Regions from separate parts of the Gossypium hirsutum genome. Here region 1 is linked to region 2. A link is a contact called in public Hi-C data. All regions are on one chromosome and are shown on one strand. Each heading gives the region's core, a stretch centred on a gene start, on an enhancer-like site or on the middle of the called end of the contact. The rest is flanking DNA. Distances are from core to core; before and after follow the strand shown.

Region 1 (6,730 bases), core at 2,942-5,441, 160 kb after region 2:
GGTACCAATGCTGAAAGATATGTAGATAAGCTAAATAAGCTAGATCTTACTTCATGTTAATGGATATGCTATTTATCTAGACTTTCTTAATTCTTATATAATATTCTTACATGCATAAATGTTCTTTGAGGAGTTGTGTATTTTCGGTTTATTAAACTTTCGTTCTTGAAACACAAGTTCATGCTCTTGTTTCATGTACACAAGGATAAGAATATGTTGGATTGAAACATATAAGCACTAGGGGAAGAAGGTAGTTGATGATATAGAACTGAGTTTTTATTGTTGATAAATGTATGTATGTATGTTCTAAGATGTTTTGATTCTGAGCTACAAGGAAAGTTAAAATAATGTTGAAAAAAGATTGTCATATGGTGTTAGATAGATATGCAGTAGAAATGGAGCATGTTGTCGTATACAAGGTTATTTATTCTATTGCATATAATGTTACTGAGCTCAATCAATGGAGTTATATGTTGTGCTTGGTCTATATCCATGCTGAAAATTTATTCTTTTCCTTTTTAGTTGATGTTCATTGTTTAGAAGATCTTGTTTTTGCATAGTGCTGGTCTTGAAGCTCCTTCAGTTTTTGTGGTTAAATTATCGAGGGAACTTAAGAGAAACCGGGTATTTCAATTATTACGAGAAGGGAATGATCATTTGGTTCGAAGATGATGGAGGTCAACGCTGGATATTCCCGTTCGAATGAGAAACAACTGCCAGAGTGTCGAAAATCTGCTGATAAAGGGAAAAAGCCAGCAGAAAAAGATGCAAGCGCTTCTGCATTTGTAAACCATGGTTCGTTCCTTGCTTTAGATGACCCAATGGTGTTTGATTATTGCTATTTTCCCACTTTTTCCAATGACATGAAGAAATTTCTCAAGGGTTATCATTTCTACCATGTCTGTTTTAGCTTTAAGATAAGATGTATGGTTTACATGCTTTTCCACCAGATTGTCCCACTCATTGCTACCATGTATGGTACGCATCCAGCACAGATAGGCCCATACCATGTCTGAAAATGTCTCCAACAAGGGTATTTATGAGACTGAAAAGTCACAGCAACATAGTCTTAGAGTATTTGACACTGAACTATATCTTTTCAAAGATAGTATCATCCTAAGATTTTCATGAAATTGAAGAGCCAGCTCTTCTGCCATCACTTCATATCTTGTCCTTACCTCTATTCTATTACCTCTGAAAAGTCGAGCTACTGATAATTCACCATTGCTCTATCTGTCCTCTAAGGTTGCCATTCCAAAGAAAAAGCAGGATTAGAACTATTGTTTTTGTTTCAACTGAGTATATATTTATGTTTTGACTTTTGAGAATGAAGTTATAATCTAGCTGAATCCATTATGTAGCTGCAATCTCTTGGCACGAGAACAGAAGAAAGTGGACAGGAGATAAATCTCAAAAAGCACGAAAGATCAGTAAGGATCAAGTTATAAGGTATACCAGTTATCCCAATCTTCTTCTGTTTATTCAATGATGGTCTGATATTGCTCTACTGGATACTATTTTGGTGGGGAAGCTAAACACCATATATGTATTTGGTAATGGCCTAGTTGGAACCTATGTTACCTGGACTCAGTAGTGAATGTTGGATCGGGGCATGTGTCTGAACGGATGCTCAATTTTTTCTATGCTTTTTTTTTTCGTATATTTAAAGGATCATATGTCAAAGATGGGTATTTTATGAAAGACGAAAACTCCGAGAAACATAAGTTGAAATTGCATCATCACTATCTGTAGACATTTACAATTTGCATATTACAGCTCTTCTTAAAATAGACTTCTTGGTAATGATGTTTTCTTTAAACAAGAAATGGAATAGATTTTTGCTTCTAGTGGAAAATCAAAAGGAAGAACCAAAATATTAGTGCAAAGGTAAGGTTATAAACATTTGGCTCGCCATCTTTTTCGTCTTCAAGATGTGCAGTTAAAGTTTGAGCTGAAGTTGCTATTCCAACTAGGCTCAAGTTGTTGGGGGAAATTCAGGTTTGTTGAAAAAAATAAATTCTTTTAGTGTTCTCTCTTAAATGATTGTTTAAACTTCAATGTCAAAGGAAACTTTTGCAGACCCTGTTGAAGTTGGAACGATTTGAGGTGCCTCTTATGGTGGCAAATATTCTTTGCTATGTACCATATTTACCGGAAGGTGGCCTTGGATTGATTCAGCTTCCTTTCCAAAAAGGGGACTGTTGTTGATATTTATAGATATGGTTTCTCGAACACCGAAAAATTGTTAGCTTGAACGGAATATATTTGATCTAACTTCATAGAGAACTATTACAAAGTTGCAGCATAGAAATAGTGATTGTTATGTATAGCATATCTTACGCATAAATGAAGAATATTTCATCTGTTGTACGATATTAATTGCTAGATATGTAGATTTTACCTTTCTAATTTTTCTTATAGTTGCCTGGATAATACGAATAATAACTGCAGAAACTTTGTTTTGCAGCTGGTCTACAACATATGAAGAGCTTCTTTCAACTAATGAACCATTTTCCGAGCCAATTCCTTTGCCAGTAAGTTTCTGAAACTGCAATGATTATTGAATCAATCATCAAACAATAGATTTGGATGTTAAGGAGACTTGATCAGCAGCGGTATAGTACGATAAAATAGATTGTTTGAGCAACTCGAGCTTGGTTTAGCTGTCTAACCCCTTCTCTTTAGGAGGAATAAAGTTCATGATTCAAATCCCTCCCTCGTGTTTCTCATACATACGAAAAAGAAAGGGACTGACCAGAGTTCCTTGTTTTAAATGAATTACTGCAGCCACAAGAAACTTACTGCAATGAATGTTGTTGTTCTAAATGCAGGAAATGGTAGATTTTCTAGTTGATATTTGGCACGACGACGGGCTGTATGATTAGATAATCAGTGATGAACTATGATGAAGCTCTGGCATCGGAGATTGGTAGACAATTGGAGAAGTTTTTTCTTTTTCTTTTTTGTGTCTTACAAATTTATAGATTTGGAATACCTCCATTGATATTCAAGATTGAGAGTGGCAGTTCCAAGCCTGGATTGTATTGGCCTCCTTAGATTTATGTAACACACATTGTGACTGTCATTCCAGGATGTTGGATACGGATATCTGTCTTACACGTGTATGATGATTTTTTTTTTCTATTTAGAGGATCATAACTACGTACCATTGTTCAAAATGTGTTCGACAACGGGATTTTTTCCAGATATAAATATGTTAGGAAGCTTCTTGGAAAATCATATTGTCCTACTCATGTCCAAAGCATCATAGTATTTACTTTTTGGTTGGCATCGTGATGAGGATGGATCCCAGAACTGAACTGAAGGTTGAACTGGTTGTATTTTCAATTCAATTGGTTTAAGGTTGATGATGACATAAGGTGTTAGCAATTTTTGTTTATTATATGGAGCGTCAAAAGGAAGCTTTAATCACTAAGTCTTAGCATAAGCTGTTAGCAAGTTAATTCTTCATTCATGACTTCATATTCATTTTTTATTTAATGTTTGCTTTTTTTTTTATGAAATAACTCCAAATTTAAGAGAAATAAATACAATCATCAAGAAAATAGGCACAAATCAAGCAAAAAATTGTTGTTAGGTGGAAAAAAAATCAAAGTTGGAGCCTTGTATCATTTATTTGTTGTTAATGTAGGAAGACGTGGGTTTGGGTATATTAAAACGCATTATTCTCTTAATTTAAGGGATGAGGAGCGATTATGCGTAGTTCTAGGCATTGTATAAAGAAAAAAAAAGTAAGGTGTAAACAAGTTAAATATTAAATTCCATGAACTAATTTATTTATTGTTATAGTTATTAATGTAAGTAAATAATATAAATTTTATGAGTTTGTGATAAATTATGTAATAAATATATTCATTAAAATTTTATATAAAATAATTGTTATTTTTATTACAATCATAAATTTACTTATGTTTTAGAGATTGGTATGGGAATTATTGCCAACATAGGATAGGAGCACGTAGGTTCGAGTATACTGAAGTGTATTATGCTCCTATTTATAGATTAGAGAGGGGCTATACATAATTTTAGATATTATATAAAAAAATTAATTAATCACAATTCATCGTTTCAAATAAATTTTGTCATACAAATTGTGATAAATTAGTTTACATTAATTCAAATTTATAATAAAATAATAAAATTAAAAATAGGAGAAGGAAATGTTAACGCGGTGGGTGAAACGACGTCGTGTTGCTAAGTGCGCTGCAGACTGTTCTATCACACGTATTTTCCCGGAAAATATAGAAGGAAAAGGGAAAGGTAAAAGATTCCGAAACCAAACACGGCAAAAGAAAATTGAGGCAAAAAAAGAAGAAAAGAAAAACAGGAAAGCTTTGATTCTAAGCCATTTTCTTTGCTCCATTCCATAGAAAGATCTAAAAGCTCAAGCTTTCCTAGCAAAATTTTCTCGCCATTTTTTTAAGCTACGAAGAGAGGGAAAGGAAAAGGGACTAATTTAGAGAAAGAAAAGGTAAAGATGGATAAATTTAAGAATATGTTGAAACCCAAGCCGAATCCACAACAACTACTAAGAGATTGGCAAAGAAAGCTTCGTCAAGAGTGCCGTAACATTGAACGCCAAATCAGAGGCAAGATATTTCCATCTTTTTCCCTTAATTGTTTGGAAAAAATTTTTGATGATTGCTTTTTAGTGGTACTTTTGAATCTTTCAGTTAATGGGTATGTGAGAATTCAGGTTTAAAATAATGGGGTTTTTTTTATAAGAAAATTTATGGGATTTTTATGTGGATTTTGTATTAGATGTTCAGAGAGAGGAGAAAGGTGTGCAGAAGGCAATTCGAGAAGCCGCTAAGAGAAATGACATGGGTTCTGCTAAGGTAAAAAATTCTTGGGTTTTTTTTTTCTTTCTAATGGAACTTTAGCTAAATAGATTAATCATGTCATAGTTTTTGAGGGAATTCAATATTTTATAATTGGAATGGTTTGATTAGGAAGATAAGTTATGTAATTACATTAAAGATCATTGAGGAGAACCTGTTGGTTAATTCGGCTGCCCTTAAGAGTGGCATCTAACAATGGGGATTGGCTCTATTTTAGCAAATAAAAAGATCATTGAGACGTACCCATCGGTTCATGTAGTCACCCTTAAACATGGCATCTTGTGAATCTAAAGTTATTGTAAAAGGATCTAGGTCATTATATGGTGTAGAATGACTTTATGTTTTAAATTGATGAAGTAAATTGGATTTTGTGGTTTATTAGATGAAATGATTGGACATTCATACGAAAAGGGTGCTACTTGATTATCCTAAGTCTAGCTGATCTTCAGTATTCATCCAATAGGTATTCGTCCAATGAGTTCTCTAGTCGATCTTAGGATCAGGAGATGTAACTCATCATTGGTTCTAAGCTGGAACTGCACACTAAAAACATGAAAGATGTTGATTTTTGGAATAATGAAAAGATCATCTTTTCGTTGGGTGGTCCAATCTGATGAAACCTATGTGCCTTAGCACATGTATTATATGTGAAAATAATTTATTTTCTTTATGTGCATGCTTTCATGTCTGTAATTTTGCATTTGCCTTGTTATTGAGGAGTCATTTCTTATGTACGCTCTCGTTGTGATCTTATTCGTCTTTAGGCACTCGCAAAAGAAATTGTAATGTCGAGAAAAGCTGTGAACCGTCTATATGAGAATAAAGCGCAGCTTAATTCAATATCAATGCACCTTGGAGAAAGTGTTGGTATGACAACTTATGCATCTGAAATCTGTGCATTGCATTTATTCCAAACGGTTCTTTTATTCCCCAGTACCTGGAAACATTTTTAATTTGAACATAGGCTGAGAATGTTGTTGGCACGTGCTTATTTCCCTGAATATATCAATGTTTGTAGTATTAGATTTATCATCTGACATAAGTGAACATGTATTTTACTGTTTTTTGGAAGAACTGCTTTTCTTTCTAAATGTTCTTTATGGTGGATTGTATTTGAAGCAATTGCTCGAACTGTTGGCCATTTGTCCAAGAGTGCTGAAGTCATGAAACTTGTAAACAACCTCATGAAAGCTCCACAAATGGCTGCCACGATGCAAGAATTTAGCAAAGAAATGATCAAGGTAATTTTCAAGTTTGTAACTTTGTTACATTTACGTGCCAGTTTTTGTTTCATAATATTTACCATCGTGGTCAACACCTTGGAATTGACACTAGCATAGGACACTTGGTATTCTACTATTGTTGTTCAGAGTTGCTATGTTGCCTCAAGATTGGTTTTTAGTGGTGTTCTTTTTACTGAAAGTTGTACAAAAGTGAACTTGGTCGGGAAATTCATTTTTGGATGTGTCCAATCAAAGTCTAAAGTTAACAACCGATATCTGTGTTGTATAGATTGAAAGAACGAAATTAGACAACTATTTAGTAGCATACGTGAACTAATGAGCATCTTCTTTTAAAAGTACAATGACTCCAAGTGCAATGTGAGAAGCATCTACATGCTCTACATATTTTTCGAGTTTCTTATTTTCTGTTTTAAGATAAATGCCTCTGTTCAACCATGCAGGCAGGGGTTATTGAAGAAATGGTAAATGATGCCCTTGACTCGGCATTGGATTCCGAAGATATCGAAGTAGAGACCGAAGAAGAAGTTGATAAGGTTCTTTCGGAAATAGCCGGTGAAACTGCAGCAGAGCTTCCTGAAGCTGTTTGGAAGGAAAGAGTGAGGGTATCTGCGCATAAAGAAAGCA
Region 2 (6,396 bases), core at 228-2,727:
TCTTTGTAACTTTGTTAAACATAAAACAAAAATTCATACCCAAAGCTTAATCTAATTGGTTGACCAATCATCCTTAAAAACCTATAGAAAAAAAATTCAACGTGATCATTAGTAATTCACTTAAAATTACCTTTGATGTTGCATGCTTTAAATCTTCATGCTTAACAGGTTGTTCCGAAATAACCCAATCCCCCGAAGGAAACCTAGCGAGAGGTTCCCTCCCCAAATCCATAACCACCTCAATCAACTCCCCAATCTCTTCATGCCCGTTAAGCTCACTCCTCATCCTCGACGGCAACATCTCGAGGAACAAATCGAGCTCCGTACATGACTCCACCCGGGAAGTCGAAGCTGGGTTCGGGCAATCCAACGACGATCCATTGGAGGACGTAGTTCGATCGGAGGGTTTACGGATCTGAGGGGTTCGGAGAACAGAGGGTTGAGATTGCTTCAAAGGCGGCATATATGGTCTTTGATGAGCTCCGCCGCGCGCGGACGTGATGAAGTGGGAATGCCTCTGACGGTAGCGCCATGAAGCGGCGTTGTTGGTGATGTCAATAAGAACAAATCTCGAATTCAAAGCTCTCATTTCCCTTTACGATGAATTTTATTTTCTCTCTGTGTTTGGTCTTGGTTTTGTAGGAAGGGGAAAGGAAAGGAAAGAAGATATGAGAAGCAAGGAGAAAGAAGAAGATTCGAAGGGATCTCCTCTGGGATTGGAGAGAAAGTGGGACCCCAACAGAGGAAAGGCAGGCATTAGCGACCATGGAAGTTATGGAGGTTGATTGAGAGGACACGTGGTGGATTTTTTGGATTTTTTGGATTACATTGTAAAAGAGTATAAAACATGGATGACTGACTGTAAAATTTAAGTGATGGTTACATTTAACTATATCAAGGAAGGCAAAGGATGCAAGGAGGAAGATGAAGTGCAAAGAAGATCAGAGACGGCATCGTTCAGTTGTCGGCCCTACAAATTAGTGGGTCATAAATAGTGTGAACGTCGAACAGCCATTCCAAGACGGCGATTCAGACCAAAATGACGGAAGTGAGGATCATGTAAAGCAAAGTGACGATCTTTCTTCACCATAATGCCTTATTGGTGAAGAAAAAGTTTGGGTTGGGATGATCTACAAGAGGACATGGTCAACACGCAATAAAAAAAGGAATAATAAGTTGTTTTAACTACACCAACCTGAAAAGTCTTTGGGATGAGTACGGAGCCATCACACTCACAAATCTCTGGATGCAAATTGAGGAGTAACCCAGGTTTGAAGAACCCACACCATCGCCAAACTTATACTTGAACCTGCTCAACAAGTAGCTGAATTTGAAATTAAATATTGTCAATTTAATTTCACATTCAATTGATTAGATTTCTAGCATGGACTGCATGGTATTGTTTATTGCCACTCTTGAATAATTAATTGGGTTATACTTTCAAAACCAATAAACTAATTTAGTCAATGATTTCAACTTTTTCAAATAAGGTTGCTCATTCAGGGCCTGGTGCTTAATTTTACTATAAAATAAAATTTACTTCACCTTAGATAAAAATTGGAAATTTAGACTTCCTTGTCTCATTTCATGTTAGAACAATTTTTTTTTGTAGCAATTAAAATTTTGTTTAAATTTTGGTGGATACTTATATTATCTTTATCCTTTATCTTTTAAGCTTACCAGAACATTGTTGGTGATCACTTGAAAAGACCTATAAATAGGTTGTTTGTATTGCATTGTTGATGGATACTTTTTTAGGCATTATTTGGAGAGGTTTTCTATTGCATTGTGAGGTATTTAGGAGATCCATTTGTAATAATTGGGGTTGGAGTTGGGGCTACAATTATATTTTTGTGTAATGATAGATTAGACTTAAGCCAATAAGTGATTCAGATGATTATTGAATAAAACCTTTCACTAAACGGGGCTCCACAAAGTAGAATCAGTAAATCAAAATTGCGTTAACAAATATTACATGTTAATTATCTCCTTACTTTGCTCCTTGCTATACTTTGCATTTATTTTGTTCCTTTAATTCTATTCCAATCTTTGTTAAAACGAAATCATTGTACAACCAACCAAGTTATATGTTTGAACAATAGTTGAAACAAAGTGCAACCGAATGCTTTTTCAATTACAATTTAAAAAACTTATGGTAAAAAATTGTTTGTAACCTTCTTTTGTGCCTTTTTTTTTTATTTTTAATCTCCCTTCTTCAAAATTTTTATTTTTAATTTTATCTTCCTTCTACAAAATTTTACCTTTTTTTTCTTTTTCTATTCCCCTTCAAACCTGTCCTTTTTATAATGGCTCTTAATTAAAATACAATAAATAATAAAAATATAATATTTGAAACTAATAATAATCATAATACATGTATAATATTTACGAAATTTATTGATAATAGATATCAACAAAGAAGAAGATAAAGAGGAGAATGTGATAGTATATAGGAGGTCGATTCACCTAATAAGATGGAGAGCCAAAAAAGTACAAGGAGATAGAAAATGGGGTAGTATGCTGAAAAAGACCGAGGTTGAGGACTAGTAAGAGGGTTTAAAGTCTAATCCTTTATTCATTGCTCTTTAGAGTATTTATAGGAGAAGGGTCTCCCACCTAATAATGCCACAATTCTGAGCATGTGGTTGACCAAGTGGCAAGGTAGAAAGTGATCATCACGCAATAAGATGGTTGTCATCAAGCAAGACATTGCTTTGACATTTTCCTTATTGAGGTAATAAGGTAGTTATAATTTAGTGGTCTCACTTGGAGATAAGAGCATTCCTACCAAGAGCAGGTGGTCTGGGTGGCGAGGTAGAAGGTGGTCTATCCGAGTGCCACACCTAGAGATTGATCAAGCCGCAGACAAAGGGGTGAAAAGGAATGTGGATCCCAGATTCAAGTAAGTACAATGGGGCCCGGAGACTCCGCTAAGGGGATGAAACCCTTCCAGTATACTAAACTTATATTTGTGGTGCCTCGTGACAAGCCTCTTTCACATCAACAACCTTCCCATCCCCATCTCAGTGGTGCACTCATAGGAAGCACTGACCATAGGCTCGTTTTCTTCTGACTAAGCTCATCGATCTCCGACTACCCTTCTAGGAAGTTCGATAATAGGTTTATAGCTTGTTTCAACCATAAATGTCAAAACGACGAAGAGAAAGATAAGAAAAGGCAAGAAAATGAGGGTTACCCTGGAAATCCTAAGTGAAAAACCCCAAACCAAGGAAAACAACAAGCAAGAGAGTAAGAAACCCAAAAACAGAAGCACTTGAGGACCACCTACACAACAGTAGAAAACTAGAAAGAAAAATTCGAAAACCAACAGCGACAAAAATGATTACAAGGTCGAAGAAGAAGATAATATATAGGATTCTCTCAAGACGGTGCATTTCATCATTTGTACTCCTCAATAAGTCACAGCTAATGAAACCCGGACACTGTTGGATGAAGAGTTGCTATTCATCATTACTCTGACTCGCCATGCATAATTGTTTAGCTTTGCATTAAATGCAAATATTTTGAAAGCTTCAAGGCAATCCTTCATCTCCAAACACGTACTTAGTACACATAATGAGCAACTTTTAGTCTTCCAAATCAGTCATTATCATACCACCTACTATTTTACCCCTCACAAAGATTACAGATCGTCTCAAGGTAGGCTATTTTATAACCTACCTTTCAATGGGGGAGACAATTGTTAAATCCATGCTCAGCTTGGATACATGGCATCACTAGAAGCTACTTGAGAAGAACTTGTGGACAACCCTCCACCTCCTACCACCTGACTAGCCATAGTGTGAGTAGCCACTTGGATAGACTACCTGCTCTTAGCAAGAACACTATTATCTTCAAGTGGGGCCATAAAGGGACTACTGAAGCATAATTATCTCGTACTATCACAGGAAGAAGAATATCAAAGCAATGTTAAACTTAACGACATTGTCACCTAGTTGACCACATGTTCACCATATCCTAGAATTGTCGACAACGTGACATTATTAGGTGGGAGACCCTTGTCCTATGAATACCCTAAAGAATGATGAACTAAGGATCAAACTTAGACCCTCTTACTACTCCTCACCCTCAATCTTCTTCAACGTACTAACCCTTTTTCCATCTCCTTATACTTTTCTGATTTTTCACCTGATTAGACGAATCGCCTCCTATGCCTCACCACCTTCTCCTTATTATCTCCTCCCTTGCTGATACCTAGTTCAACAAAATTAAAATGAAAAATAATTTAAATTGTAAGTAAAGGGAAATTTAAATAGGTAAAATACATTATTAAGAATATTAAATGCACTCAAATTATTTATTATAGCATTGTCATTTTTCTTGAGTTGGTATTACTTAACTTGTGATATAAACTCCATCGACAACATTATCAATAAGATTATGGCATACCCACGATGTGGGTGAAAATAATTATATAATATATTTATTAAATTGAAAAAAAGATTAAATTGTGAGTAAATTAAAATTTAAATGCGTAAATCATCGAATTAAGAATATTAAATGCACTACAATTGTTTATCATAATATTATTATCAAAATAAAGCTTTGGTTGAGTGGTAAATTTAAGATTTTTTTAATGCAATTGGCATGAGTTCAAAGCTCATCATATGCATTTTCTTCCTTAAAATAAAAATACTAAAATACCCTTGAATAATATAACTTATTTTAATTACGAAAAGACATTTTCGAAATTTTCCTAACCGAGTTAGTGTCCAGTTGACTCATGACACCAACTCAGTCATAGAGTTAAATAATAGTATAAATTAATAAATAATAATTAAATATAACATAGATGATAAATAAATAAATAAATAATAAAATTAACAATACGAAAAATAATAATAAAATAATAAAATTCAAACTCAATCCAAACTTGATCCAAATTTAATCCCAACAAAATATGATTATAACATCAATCAAGACCAAAAGATAAAACCACCCCAAGCGATATCATGTTGTCGAACAGAACTCCATCGAGTGTTGAATCCCAAGCTTGTGGATGCTTCAACCTCGTAAGCATTGCTATGTGACCGTAAGAGATTTTAATGCACCTGCATGTGTTTACAACTTTTTTTTTCCTTTTCAGCAACAAGAATGCTTGATTTTATTGATTATGATTAGGTTTAGTTGATTTTATTGCTTAAGTTTAGGTTTTTAGATGTATTTTTAACTGATATTATTGTATTTTACAGTTTGGTAAAAGAAAAAACTTGTTCATTTCTTTGCAGGCAACTTTACAATTTTACAGTTTGGTATCTTGTTAGCACCTAGCATTCAGCAAAGACTTAAAAAGGACCAGAATAGAAAAAAGGATGTGCTGTACATTGAGTTAGGAAGAAATTCTAGGCTTCTGAGCATGATTTTCAAGTGATCTAAATCTACTATTCCCATCCCATTAACAATTTTCTAACACCCTCTTCGATCATATTCCTCGAAACATGATGACTATCTCCTTCGTCGAGTAGGATCCTATATACTTCCCATTCTCGATCACATATCATGTGTCTCCCTATCTCGACCTGACAAAAGTTTATGTAGAAACCGAATTGCAGTTAGAAATTGGAGGACAACAATCAGTTTTACGAGCGTTATGACAAACGATAATAATGGATAATGTAGGTAATACCGAAAAGATCTGGATGTTGAGATTCTTGAGAGCAAGGGTTATGTCGTGAAAAACAAGAGGCCGGCCTCTGCCAGACAACTCAACAGGGTTTGCTACTAGTAGCTCAGTATCAGGTCCCCTGCTTACCACGGCTACTCTAAGAGGACGAAAAAGCTCCATTCTTAGACGAGAGCACAGCGCATTTTGCTTATTGCGGTCTATGATTTTCTTGCCATCGGCTTGCACTATGAACAAGTCCAACTCACAGCCACCTCTTCGGTTTGCAAAGAATCGTCCGTACGAAACCTGATACAAAATGTTAATTTTATAAGGAGCATATATAGGAAATTGAGCAATCAAGAAGAGAAGCCAAGCTGCATAGTTTTGCAACCTTTTACAGTTATGAAACAACTCTTTATGGACATTCAAGACTTCCTGAAGGTACTTCCAAGCAATTTTAAAGCATCAAAATTGATAGTTTTTTTCTTTAGATTTACCCATTGCAAGCAAATTCAATGAAATGCTGGAGCCCGACACATATTTTGACATATCTATGAGGATATGACCTCCAAAAACCCTCCAAATACAAGGGCGGAAAAACATACTTGTCCCAAGACACATACCGTATCCAACACTAACATCCAAGCCTGAGTAACATAAATTCAAAGTACCGCATAAATGGGATCACAAACACCAACATAGAGAACCGTTTCGAATACATAAGTTAGCAGTTCACTATATGTACCTGGATATTGTAGTCCTTTAGGGTT

The links. A called contact is a pair of places that touch in the nucleus more often than the background predicts.
Region 1: a Hi-C map of leaf shows a contact between it and region 2, with 1.8 times the contacts expected there. The contact joins the promoter of LOC107915800 here to the promoter of LOC107915796 in region 2. A contact is called at or near these places in 12 of 34 Hi-C or Micro-C datasets (callus, fibers, hypocotyl and 2 more).

Annotation. Positions count from the first base shown.
Region 1 is chrD10:60,476,409-60,483,138 of Gossypium_hirsutum_v2.1, forward strand. It overlaps LOC107915800 (vacuolar protein sorting-associated protein 24 homolog 1), which reads left to right and starts at 4,192. Exons shown (of 6, transcript XM_016844992.2): 1 at 4,192-4,610; 2 at 4,783-4,859; 3 at 5,627-5,729; 4 at 5,982-6,103; 5 at 6,547-6,730. The coding sequence starts at 4,499. It overlaps LOC107915799, which reads left to right. Exons shown (of 5, transcript XM_016844991.2): 2 at 523-795; 3 at 1,362-1,449; 4 at 2,468-2,534; 5 at 2,832-3,179. The coding sequence starts at 669. The coding sequence ends at 2,885.
Region 2 is chrD10:60,315,939-60,322,334 of Gossypium_hirsutum_v2.1, forward strand. It overlaps LOC107915796 (protein SEEDLING PLASTID DEVELOPMENT 1), which reads right to left and starts at 1,478. Exons shown (of 9, transcript XM_016844984.2): 1 at 131-1,478. The coding sequence starts at 589. LOC107915797 (ACT domain-containing protein ACR10) reads right to left here. Exons shown (of 6, transcript XM_016844985.2): 4 at 6,372-6,396; 5 at 5,648-5,932; 6 at 5,219-5,540. The coding sequence ends at 5,403.